2 separate regions of the Canis lupus genome follow, and region 2 is linked to region 1. The links are chromatin contacts, called in public Hi-C maps. All regions are on one chromosome and are shown on one strand. Each heading gives the region's core, a stretch centred on a gene start, on an enhancer-like site or on the middle of the called end of the contact. The rest is flanking DNA. Distances are from core to core; before and after follow the strand shown.

Region 1 (4,919 bases), core at 1,703-4,202:
ATATAATGTGCTAGTGGCTGCCTTTCTTAAAGTAGGGTGTGGAAGGCTTGGAGTACCAGTTAGGGCTGAACTGTTGCCCTAGGAAACCACATGATAGAGTCCATAATGTTAGCCCAGAAATGGGCTCATAAACACATTTCCACCCTAAGTTAACTAACCCTTCATCCTTTTCTTGTCTAAACTCTTTTATATAAGTCTTATGTGTGTATTTGTGTGTCATATTGTTACACGTTTTATGTGTGTGTGTGAATGATTGCTACCATTTTATCAATGTGAGAAGAAAAAAATTAAGAGTCCCTGGCATCCACATCAAATACTGTGATGTATTTATATATATATATATATATATATACATATATACATACATATATATATGAACCAATATACATATATATTTTCTTGTTTGATCCTCACAAAAGCTTTATGAGGAAGGTAGAGTTGAATTTTTAAAATATTTATTTATTTATTTATTTATTTATTTATTTATTTATTTATTATTTGAGTGTAGTTGAGACACAACATTACATTAGTTTTAGGTGTACAACTTAGTGATTTAACAAGTTTATATATTATGCTATTTTCATCACAACTATAGCTACCAGCTATGTTGATATATCACTATTACTTGATACATCACAAAAATACACATCAGTATCATTGACTATATTCCCTATGCTGTGCCTTTTATTCCCATGGCTTCTTCATTCCATAACTGGAAGTCTGTATCTCCCACTCCCCTTCACTTTTGCCCATCCCTTTATCCCACATCCGCTCTGGAAGCCATTGGTTTGTTCTCTGTATTTATAGGTCTAATCCTACTTTTTGTTTATTTATTCATTTTTTTCCACTTATGAATGAAATCAAATGGTATTTGTCTTTTTCAGTCTTACTTATTTCACATAGCATAATATTCTTTAGTTCATCCATGTTGTCTCAAATGGTAGGAGTTCATCTTTTTATGACTGCTTAATATTCCATTGTGTGTGTGTGTGTGTGTACATACACATCATCCTTATCCATTCATTTATTGATGGACATTTTGAGGAAATGCAGATTTAGAGAGTGAATATGTTGTGTAACTTTGAACAAGTTATTTTTCTCTTCTGAGTTTCTGGTTTTGTTTTGTTTTTTAACCTATAAAAGAGGGGGATTGGCATAGTCAATCTCGTGGTAACAATATATCATAACCAGCCCAAATTACACAGCTAGAAAAGGACTTTAACCCAAATCTTCTTTCTCTAAATTCAGTATAAGTCTTTTAAGTAACATAGCTTATCAAAGAGGATGATACTCAGAGGAGTTAATCGAAGTCCTACAAATCTTGTTCTATCTAGGGTAATAATAAGTCAAGAAATACTCCTACACTGCTGACCCTGTGAGAGCTAGGATTGACTGTGTGGGCCCATTTCCCCTCCATTAGGTTTTAGTTCCAGTTTTTCTACCTCACTACTTTGAAAGTGAGCCTTCCTTGCCACGCCCAACTGTCAGATATCAATCTTGCATGGCACAGCAGAACAAGTCAAGTGAGTTAGAAGTCCTCGTCTTAGTTCAAGATAGCTGTGTGACCTTGGGAAAGTTATGTGACCTCTTTGAACCTGGGTTTCCCATCTTGAAAACAAATACAATTGGTCAAATAATCTCTAAGGCCTTCTTAGAGAAAAAGAAATTCTCAAAGTTGTAAGAGGCCTTAGGAATCACTTGGGGATTGACTTACTTCACTCAGCATATTGCCCTCCAGTTCCCTCCACTTCGAAGCAAATGGTGGGTATTTGTCATTTCTAATGGCTGAGTAATATTCCATTGTATACACAGACCACATCTCCTTTATCCATTCGTGTTTCAATGGACACCGAGGCTCCTTCCACAGTTTGGCTATTGTGGACATTGCTGCTATAAACATCGGGGTGCAGGTGTCCTGCCATTTCACTGCATCAGTATCTTTGGGGTAAATCCTCAGCAGTGCAATTGCAGGGTCGTAGGGTAGTTCTTTTTTTTTTTTTTTAACTCTTTGAAGAATGTCCGCACAGTTTTCCAGAGTTGCTGTACCAGTTCACATTCCCACCAACAGTGCAAGAGGGTTCCCCTTTCTCCACATCCTCTCCAGCTCCTCTAAAAAAAAAAAAAAAAAAAAAAAAAAATATATATATATATATATATATATATATATATATATATACACACAAAAAATAAGCAAGCAAACAAAAAAGAATCACTTGGGGAGCTTATTAAAATGCATACCTATAGGGCTCCTGGTCCCAGTGATTCTTATTTAGTAGGCAGAAATAGGATTCAGTAATCTGAATTTTTAACAAGTACCTTAAGTGCTTCTGCTAGAGGTAGTCTGTAGAAACACTTTCAGAAATACTGCAGGGCTGAGGGCCCCTCTAGCTCTTTCTGTGTGGATTATTCATCTCCCATCGTAATCAGCTAATCAGTAAGTGCTGGTGATTATTCAGGTAAAATATCTGCTTCATTTGCCCCTTCCTTTCAGTCCCACAGCAATGCCAATTTTACGTCAGGATGCTGACAATGACTTCTGATTTGAATTCCTGCCTCTGTTATTCTACCCTTCATGTTCTTCCATTACAGTCTGCTTATATTCCTAAAATCTTCTCATCAAAAACACGCAGTGGCTGTTACTTGTCCGTAGGATGAAGTCCAAACTCCTTGATCTGGCAATTGTCTCTAAATCCTTATCTTCTTTACCCCCATCATAAGAACTTTCTGCATGCAGAGTTTGACTGTTTGAGGTCTCCCTAATGAGCATGTATCCTTACCACCATGCCCTTTGTTGGTAGCTTGTCTGCTTTCTCATACTATTCCCTTGACCCTCCTATACCCACTGTCAAAGTTCTATTCATTTTTTGAAACCCAGTTTTAAGTTTCCCTCCTTTATGATGTCTTCTCAGACCAGCCCTCTTGACGTGAGCTCTTCTTTCTTCCTGTAACTCTAGCCCAATACCACAAAATGATCACTCTAACTTTTCTGCCTACACTGTGTGTTTGTTTATCTCAGTAGTTTCACCTCGAGCACAGTGGTATGTCAGTGGTTACCCATTTCTGTGTTTTCTGAAAGCCTCTGCACAGAAGAGGTATCCAATCGGATTTCTTGCAGTCTTTTCTCACAGAAAGCCTTGACTAGTTAAGCAACAAAATGAATACACACCTGAGTGAGTTAATTCACTTTTGACATTTTTCTCTGTTTGCAAAACAGAAGAGCCAAAAACAGGATACTCCTCATCCCAGGATGTTATAATAAACCATTTTTAAAAATGAGAAATTGTTGACTAAGAAACAGAATGAATGGGTGCACCTGCCTGCTCAGATTAAGAATGCTTCCTTTCAGTAATAAGCCTTTTTCCCTCCGTGAAGGATTTCCTGACATCCAAGCATATCTGAACATGCCTGTTATTGTTTATAATAATGGCGTGTATTGAACATTTCAAAGAATCAGACACTCTTTACTACTTCATATATGTGATTTTATGTAATGTTCACAACCACCCTATTAGTAATTATTAACTTTATTTTATAGGTAAGGAAATGGAAGTGTAAGAGATGAAATAATTTAGCAAAAATCACCAGCTAGTGTCAGAACTGGAACTTGCACCTAAGTCAGTCTGATCCCAAAATTTAGGCATGTAGTCATCACATTATTCTGCTAACCTAACATCCTGCTGACCTAATATCACAGAGCCTCTCAGTTGTTGCTTGCAGGCTAGTCATCTGGAGAGACTGTAAACTCTTTGGAAGTGAGCTGTGCCTTTAATGTCTGACACATAATAGGTGCCCAGGTAAGCTGAATGAATGTGGACTGGAAGGGAAGATAAGAATGAGACATAGAAAAAAAAAAAAAAAAAAGAATGAGACATAGCCTACAATATGTCCCAGGCCAGGTGATCATGACAAGTGTTAATAAGCAGCCTCAAAATGTGTGAGGCAGAGGAGGGAGGGAGCGCCTCCAGCTGCTATCAGGAAAGGCTATGTGGAGAGGTTGCTGTTGAGATAGTAATGATCCCTTATCCTAGGGTCCCCTCCTTGATACCTTTGACCTAAAGAAGCCCTTGATCAATAATCAATATGGTATGCACAGCACAAAGTCCGAAACCACTTAATAATTCAGATGATCTGTATGTCACTTGGGTTCTTAGATGCAGATTAGCTCCCCCTAACTAATTTAAGCAGATGAAGAATTTATTAAGGATCTTGGGGAACTCACAGAATCTCCAAGAAGAGCCAGAGAATCAGGAATTAGGGGCTATTCAACTTGAAACAACAGCCCAAGCCCCACGTTGAGGATGCCAGGCTGAGAATGTCTGAATCTCAGCTGATGCTATACCTCAAAGCTGGGGACTCCAGCCAGCCAACCATTTTATTCAAAGATGGGGTTAATTGGGTGCCTGCATCAACACATTGCTCTATACCTAATCAAAAAGTATGAAGTTGCTGGGGGAAGCACCGCTTTAGGTACTGACATCTGGGCTTCACAAAAGGCTAAGAAAGAGACTTTGGGCTTCTAACTCAGCAGAGCCAAATTCAAAATGTAAACTATTCTCCTAAATGTAGGAAAATAGTTCAAAAGATGTTGAAGGGTTCCATAAAGCAGAACAGACGTTAATATAACAGCAAGAGTAGCTGAAACTTACTGAGCATTTACTACGTGCCAGGCATTGTACATATATCCCCTTTCTTCCTTGCAAAAGCTACTCAACGAATAATGCTAAAACTGAGAATACCTTGGCACACAGGTGGATACTAAGCCCTAGAGAGGTTAGCTTTTAAGGCCATACATTGAAGGTGTTAAATTCTATACCAAATCATATTAGAGGTTTCTGCTACTTCCCTAACCTTTCTGTATCATATCACTCTTCTAATTTTATTCTTCTTAAATACTTAATGACTGCCTTTTTGGCTAAGTG
Region 2 (4,919 bases), core at 1,265-3,764, 78 kb after region 1:
GACACAGGTAGAGGGAGGAGAAGCAGGTTCCATGCAAGGAGCCCAATGTGGGACTTGATCCCGGGAATCTGGGATCATGCATGCCCTGAGCCAAAGGCAGACGCTCAACCGCTGAGCCACCCAGGCTTCCCTACAACCATTTTCTATAACTACAGTTTTTCTCCTCCCTTTTCTCTGTTAACAGACACTGCTTCCCAGTCAGGAAGACTGAGTTTCAGGTTATTAATGCCTGGTCTGGAGGTCCAGAATATGGTAATTGCAGATTAGGATTCTGAACCAAATAAGCAATGATGGCCAGAGTTAGGAGAATAAGACCTCCCAGAAATGACAAAATTCCCGTGTAAGAGTTATTAAATACACCTATATTTCTATGTTTAGCTGTCCCGTTAGGATCATTGACAGTGAGTCAGATAGTCCTGGGTGTGAATCCTGCTCTCTTCTTTACCTTAAGGCAATGTAATCCAACTCTTTAAATCTCACTTTACTATAAAATGGAGATGATAATAATAGTATGTATTTCAAAGGGTTGCTGAGAGTATTAATGATGGAATGTAGGTAAGGGGCTTAGCACCATGTTTGCACAGATAGTATATACCCGTAGAAGTAGTTTGGCTATTGACTATTACTGTCCCAATAATAAATGTAAGAGCTGCAGGAGACCACGAAAATACTCTTCTCCCAACTATTTTGTTTTGTAGATAAAGAAAGGCAAAGATTCAAAATGAACTAACTGTTTAAGATAATATTCCTAAATGGAGGCAGAGCTAGACCTCAAACTCATGACTTCAAGCTAGGCTCTTTTACCTTTGGTGCCTCCAGTTCTATAGAAATCTGAGAGTAAAGAGAGAAAAGTTGGATTGAAAATGTTCAAGTGTCCCACCTAGCTGTCAAAACTGATTTTCCTTCTAGTTTGTCCTCTAATCCAGGCCACCTCTAACATTTGTGGGGCCACATACCTAAGTCTGAATAAAGTTATAAATCAAGCTACCTCCAGTGCTCCTACCTCAACAGACATCCCTTCCCAGCAGCTTGGAAGGCCAGCATGAAATGTGAATTCTTGAATTCCTTGGGTATGTCAGTGAAGGGAGACCTAGCTCTGGACCACACCCTGTCCCATTTCTTCCCCAAGGAACTCACATGCAGGAGTGAGTACACCCTCAGCCACCACCCGCATGTCAAAACTCCTCCTCCACACTTCTTCCAAAACCAACTGCTGCCTTTTAGGCTACTCTTTGGGCCTAAGGGTGTGAATTCCTACAGCACATCCAGGAAAGAGGTCTGTACCGGCCCTGGAACAGGGTTCAGAACTATTGGGCAGAGAATGTAGGGGGTCTAGTAGATGCATTCTGGTCTGGAGCAGGCACCACAGCTACCCCTTGGCCCCATCGGCTCCTCACCTCCTGGAGCAGAGCACAGTTAAAGGAAGACAAGGCTAGAGTTCTCTTAAAGCAAAAAGTTCAGGTGAAGGACCGCTCTTGCCCTAAGGGTGGGAATGCTCTAGTCATATCATTTAACTTTGAGCAAAAGTAGAAGCAGTCTCCTTCGATAACTGGTCACCTGCCTATCATTTTCGTGACAGAGCTATCAGATGAATCTGTTGACCAACAGATTTATTTCCTTTTTGGTTCTGTTGGATCCAACATTTCCCATACTTACTGATTAGTCAGTTGGATAGAAAAAGGACTCAGCCAAGTGCAGGGCAATCAGCCTACCCTGATCACATGCAACTTGGGTCCCAAGTGGCTCCAGGTTGGTAGAATTATATGAGTTTATTCCTTCCCACCCAAGAGCACAGACGATTATTTGCCTTTATGTTCAATACCCCAGTACAGACACACCTGAAGAACCGGAAAAATAAACCTGTATAGCCAGAAGGACTCACTTCCTCTGTGATGGTATCTGCAGCTGACTTCATGATCCCTTCAAAGAAGAAGGACCTTCTATCTCCCATTCCTATCTTGTAGATTTCCTTAGCAAACGGACTGAAGTGCTAGGTCCTGAGGCTTCATTTTAAAGAGACTACTGCTAGTATGCACGACCGCTCTTTTCAACAATGAAGCATCCATTTTCACTGATTGGGCCCAAACCTCTGTCCCAACACATAAAACAGCCCCGGGCAAAGCTAGTCAAGAAAGAACAGGAGAATGGAGAGTGTGGGGGAGTTAGGAGAGTGACTAGTTGCTTGAACAGAGCTCCTTGGTGCTGCATACCACAGCATGCTCATCTTTTGAAAAGCATTCGACATGCTGGGTACAAGTGACCCCTTGGACGCGTTCACCTGAGAAGCTGGGGCGAGAGACTCTCGGGAAAAGCTCCCTGTCCTCCTCAGTCACAACTACGCCTCACTGGGATTGTTTTGTGTGGGTCCTTCCTCAGCCACTGTTGCTGCAACTCTGTACTTTTCTGACTGAGTCTGTCAGGAAGGAGACAGGAAATTCTAGTCACCCGCACAGCAGCTGCGCCATTCCTCCTATCCTCCTCCAATGACGTCGGTTGGCTTTGGTGACATGAGGTCAGGAACTGAGCCACAGTGAAGGTCAGGAAGATAGGTCAGTGTTTATGCCGTTGTTGGGCTGGGGATCCTGCTGAGGCTATTTGCTTTCTTCCTTGCTATACTGTTTCTCTTTCCGTTCCTCTTTTTTATAATGCGGAGCCAAAGCATCCTGTTTTGAAAACATCTGACTGTTTTGCCACCGAGGAACTCATGCTCTGATGCATTTCGCTGAAGTGTAAGACAATTCTTCTAATTCGGGAGGCGATAAAAGTTGAAGCAAAAATTAATGAACAAGTCTCAGAAGCCAATCTGTCGTTATAGAAAACAGTTCTAACACGTCCAACTGAACTTGGGCTGCTGGCAGGAAGGTTCACTTGACATCCTTTTCATCTTGAAAAACAATGTCACTGCCTCATAACACTGCTTCATTTATTTCATCTTGTAATTTGGGGGGGGGGGGGCAGAAATAACCTACACTACTAAGCCACCTGGCTGCATCGTTCTCTATAATCCTGGAATTCCATTTGGCCTATGGCCAGCGTTCAAGGGATAGGGGAAATCGGGCCCAAGGAGGAGACTACGTTTCTATAGGTCACAGAAACAGTTCCTTATCTAACTCTCAGGCTCTAAAGCACACTTGGGAAAGTTGGTTATAATCTTTGAATCACAATTTTCTTTAAAATATAAGAGGGTTAAGAAAAACACTAAACACACAACCCTCCCAAGATGTGCTACATATGAAAGACTGCTTCCTTTTCCTCGGCTAGGCACAGTCACCCCTCTACCATTTGCAGGTTCCCAAACACACCCTACGCCAAGCACTGGCTTTCCCATCACCACTGTTGAGTAGGTGAAAACTCAGTAAATCACTTAGTTGATCAAACTAAGGACATACAGTTTTTGCAAAGATGTAGCAGATGCTATTAATAAGTCATCATTCATTGAATCTTTACAACCCAGCAGGTGCCTTGCTGAGTATTTTAGATGCATTATCTCATTTAATCTTCACAGTGACCCAGTAAGGTAGGTACCACTTTTATCCCTATTTTCCAGATAAGAAAATAGTCTTAGAAGAGTTAAGTAAGTTAGCCAAGGTCAAGTAGGTAGTAAATGATAGAGATAGGATGTGATCTTTTGACTCTAAAGACCATGCTTTTCACATACTTCCTGTACAGAACATCTTCAGACTCACTTCCAAATCTGTAACTCAGATCTGCCATGGCTCTTTTGTTCAGTGAGGAGAAGAAAAAGATGATTAGATACAACTACCTAGTAGTGACAATGGTGATGGTGCTGATGATGATGATTATATTTTTTAAACACTGACTTGGGTGGAATGTTCAAATAATTTCAACAAGATTTATGATTAAATGTGGGACTTTATTTTTTACCATAAACAATTAAGTTCCCCCAAAACTGACAGTGATCAATTTCTTTTTGGTGGCCACAAAAATATTTTCGTAGCCATGGGTTAAGTTTTACCTGAGACAATTATCTGGATAATCAAGATTTGGGGGTAACATGATTGCTAAGTAAAAAGAGAAAGAGATCTTTTTACAAATGAAATTGACTTTAGCTGTCAGCTGAGCACTATTTATCCACTGGATAATTGCTTTGCCCTACAACCTTTCCACCGCAGATGTAGAAAATAGGTACATGCCTTCTACGTAAGCTAACTATGCCAGCATTAAGGTTTAGCCCTTTCCTTAGGGTTAGCTCTATTCGACTTTCATTGCTTCCTGCACAGGACACCATAAAGGAGGAGCGGAAGCCCGAAGTGATTGGCATTCTCACCAGGTCCTACACAGTCCTTGGTCTCAGAGCCTTAATGACCCTTACATGGAATATGAAACATTTTTTAAAATAAATTTGCAAAACAGACAATGTGTCATTTCAGCAGTCCAAATCCAAACCTTGTTAGAATCTATGAGGCATCAACAATCAAAATGAAAAATAATGACAATTTGCAGTTTTTCAATGAGTATTATTTTTCTCCCCTGGAGTTAGTTGGCTTTCTCTTAGCAACCCAAGAAGAAAGTTCAGCATGTCTTTTATGGTGAAACCTGCTGAAAAACTACCCTTAGATATTGGATCTACAACTCGTATGGGTATCAATGCTCACAGCACACAGTAAATAGAGGATCTGTTAATGCTCCAAAGTAGGCTGAAGCATGTGCGCAAATCTTTCTACTTGGAATCCTGTGTGGATTGGAGAAGTTACGCAGTTAAGCCCTCCTCATAGGGAAGCAGTTGGTTGAGATTTGCAACAGCCTGGAAAATCCCAGATTTTGGCTTTCATTTGAGAACTTCAGAAAAACATCAGTCAATAGTTAAATCTCAAAAGTTTTCTTTTTTCCAACTTGAATCTAAACTAAAATTTGGGAAAGAGACTTACTTCATTTTTTGCCCTTTCATTAACCAATAA

The links. Hi-C and Micro-C count contacts between places; a contact is called where the count stands out from the background.
Region 2: a Hi-C map of blood shows a contact between it and region 1, with 2.3 times the contacts expected there. The contact joins two enhancer-like sites. A contact is called at or near these places in 3 of 9 Hi-C or Micro-C datasets (blood and skin fibroblasts).

What each region holds. Positions count from the first base shown.
Region 1 is chr5:44,360,034-44,364,952 of UU_Cfam_GSD_1.0, forward strand. No RefSeq gene overlaps it. Among named protein-coding and RNA genes, the nearest start is that of SGIP1, 81 kb to the left of the region's middle. Within about 2 kb of position 2,953, at least 2 of the 20 cell types and tissues checked have an H3K27ac peak or open chromatin away from gene starts, as enhancers often do. A contact at or near this core is called in blood, where this site is marked.
Region 2 is chr5:44,438,732-44,443,650 of UU_Cfam_GSD_1.0, forward strand. All of the region lies in intron 8 of PDE4B (cAMP-specific 3',5'-cyclic phosphodiesterase 4B), which reads right to left. It overlaps LOC102156117 (a long non-coding RNA gene), which reads left to right. Exons shown (of 4, transcript XR_005359641.1): 4 at 1,828-2,970. Among named protein-coding and RNA genes, the nearest start is that of SGIP1, 160 kb to the left of the region's middle. Within about 2 kb of position 2,515, at least 6 of the 20 cell types and tissues checked have an H3K27ac peak or open chromatin away from gene starts, as enhancers often do. A contact at or near this core is called in blood, where this site is marked.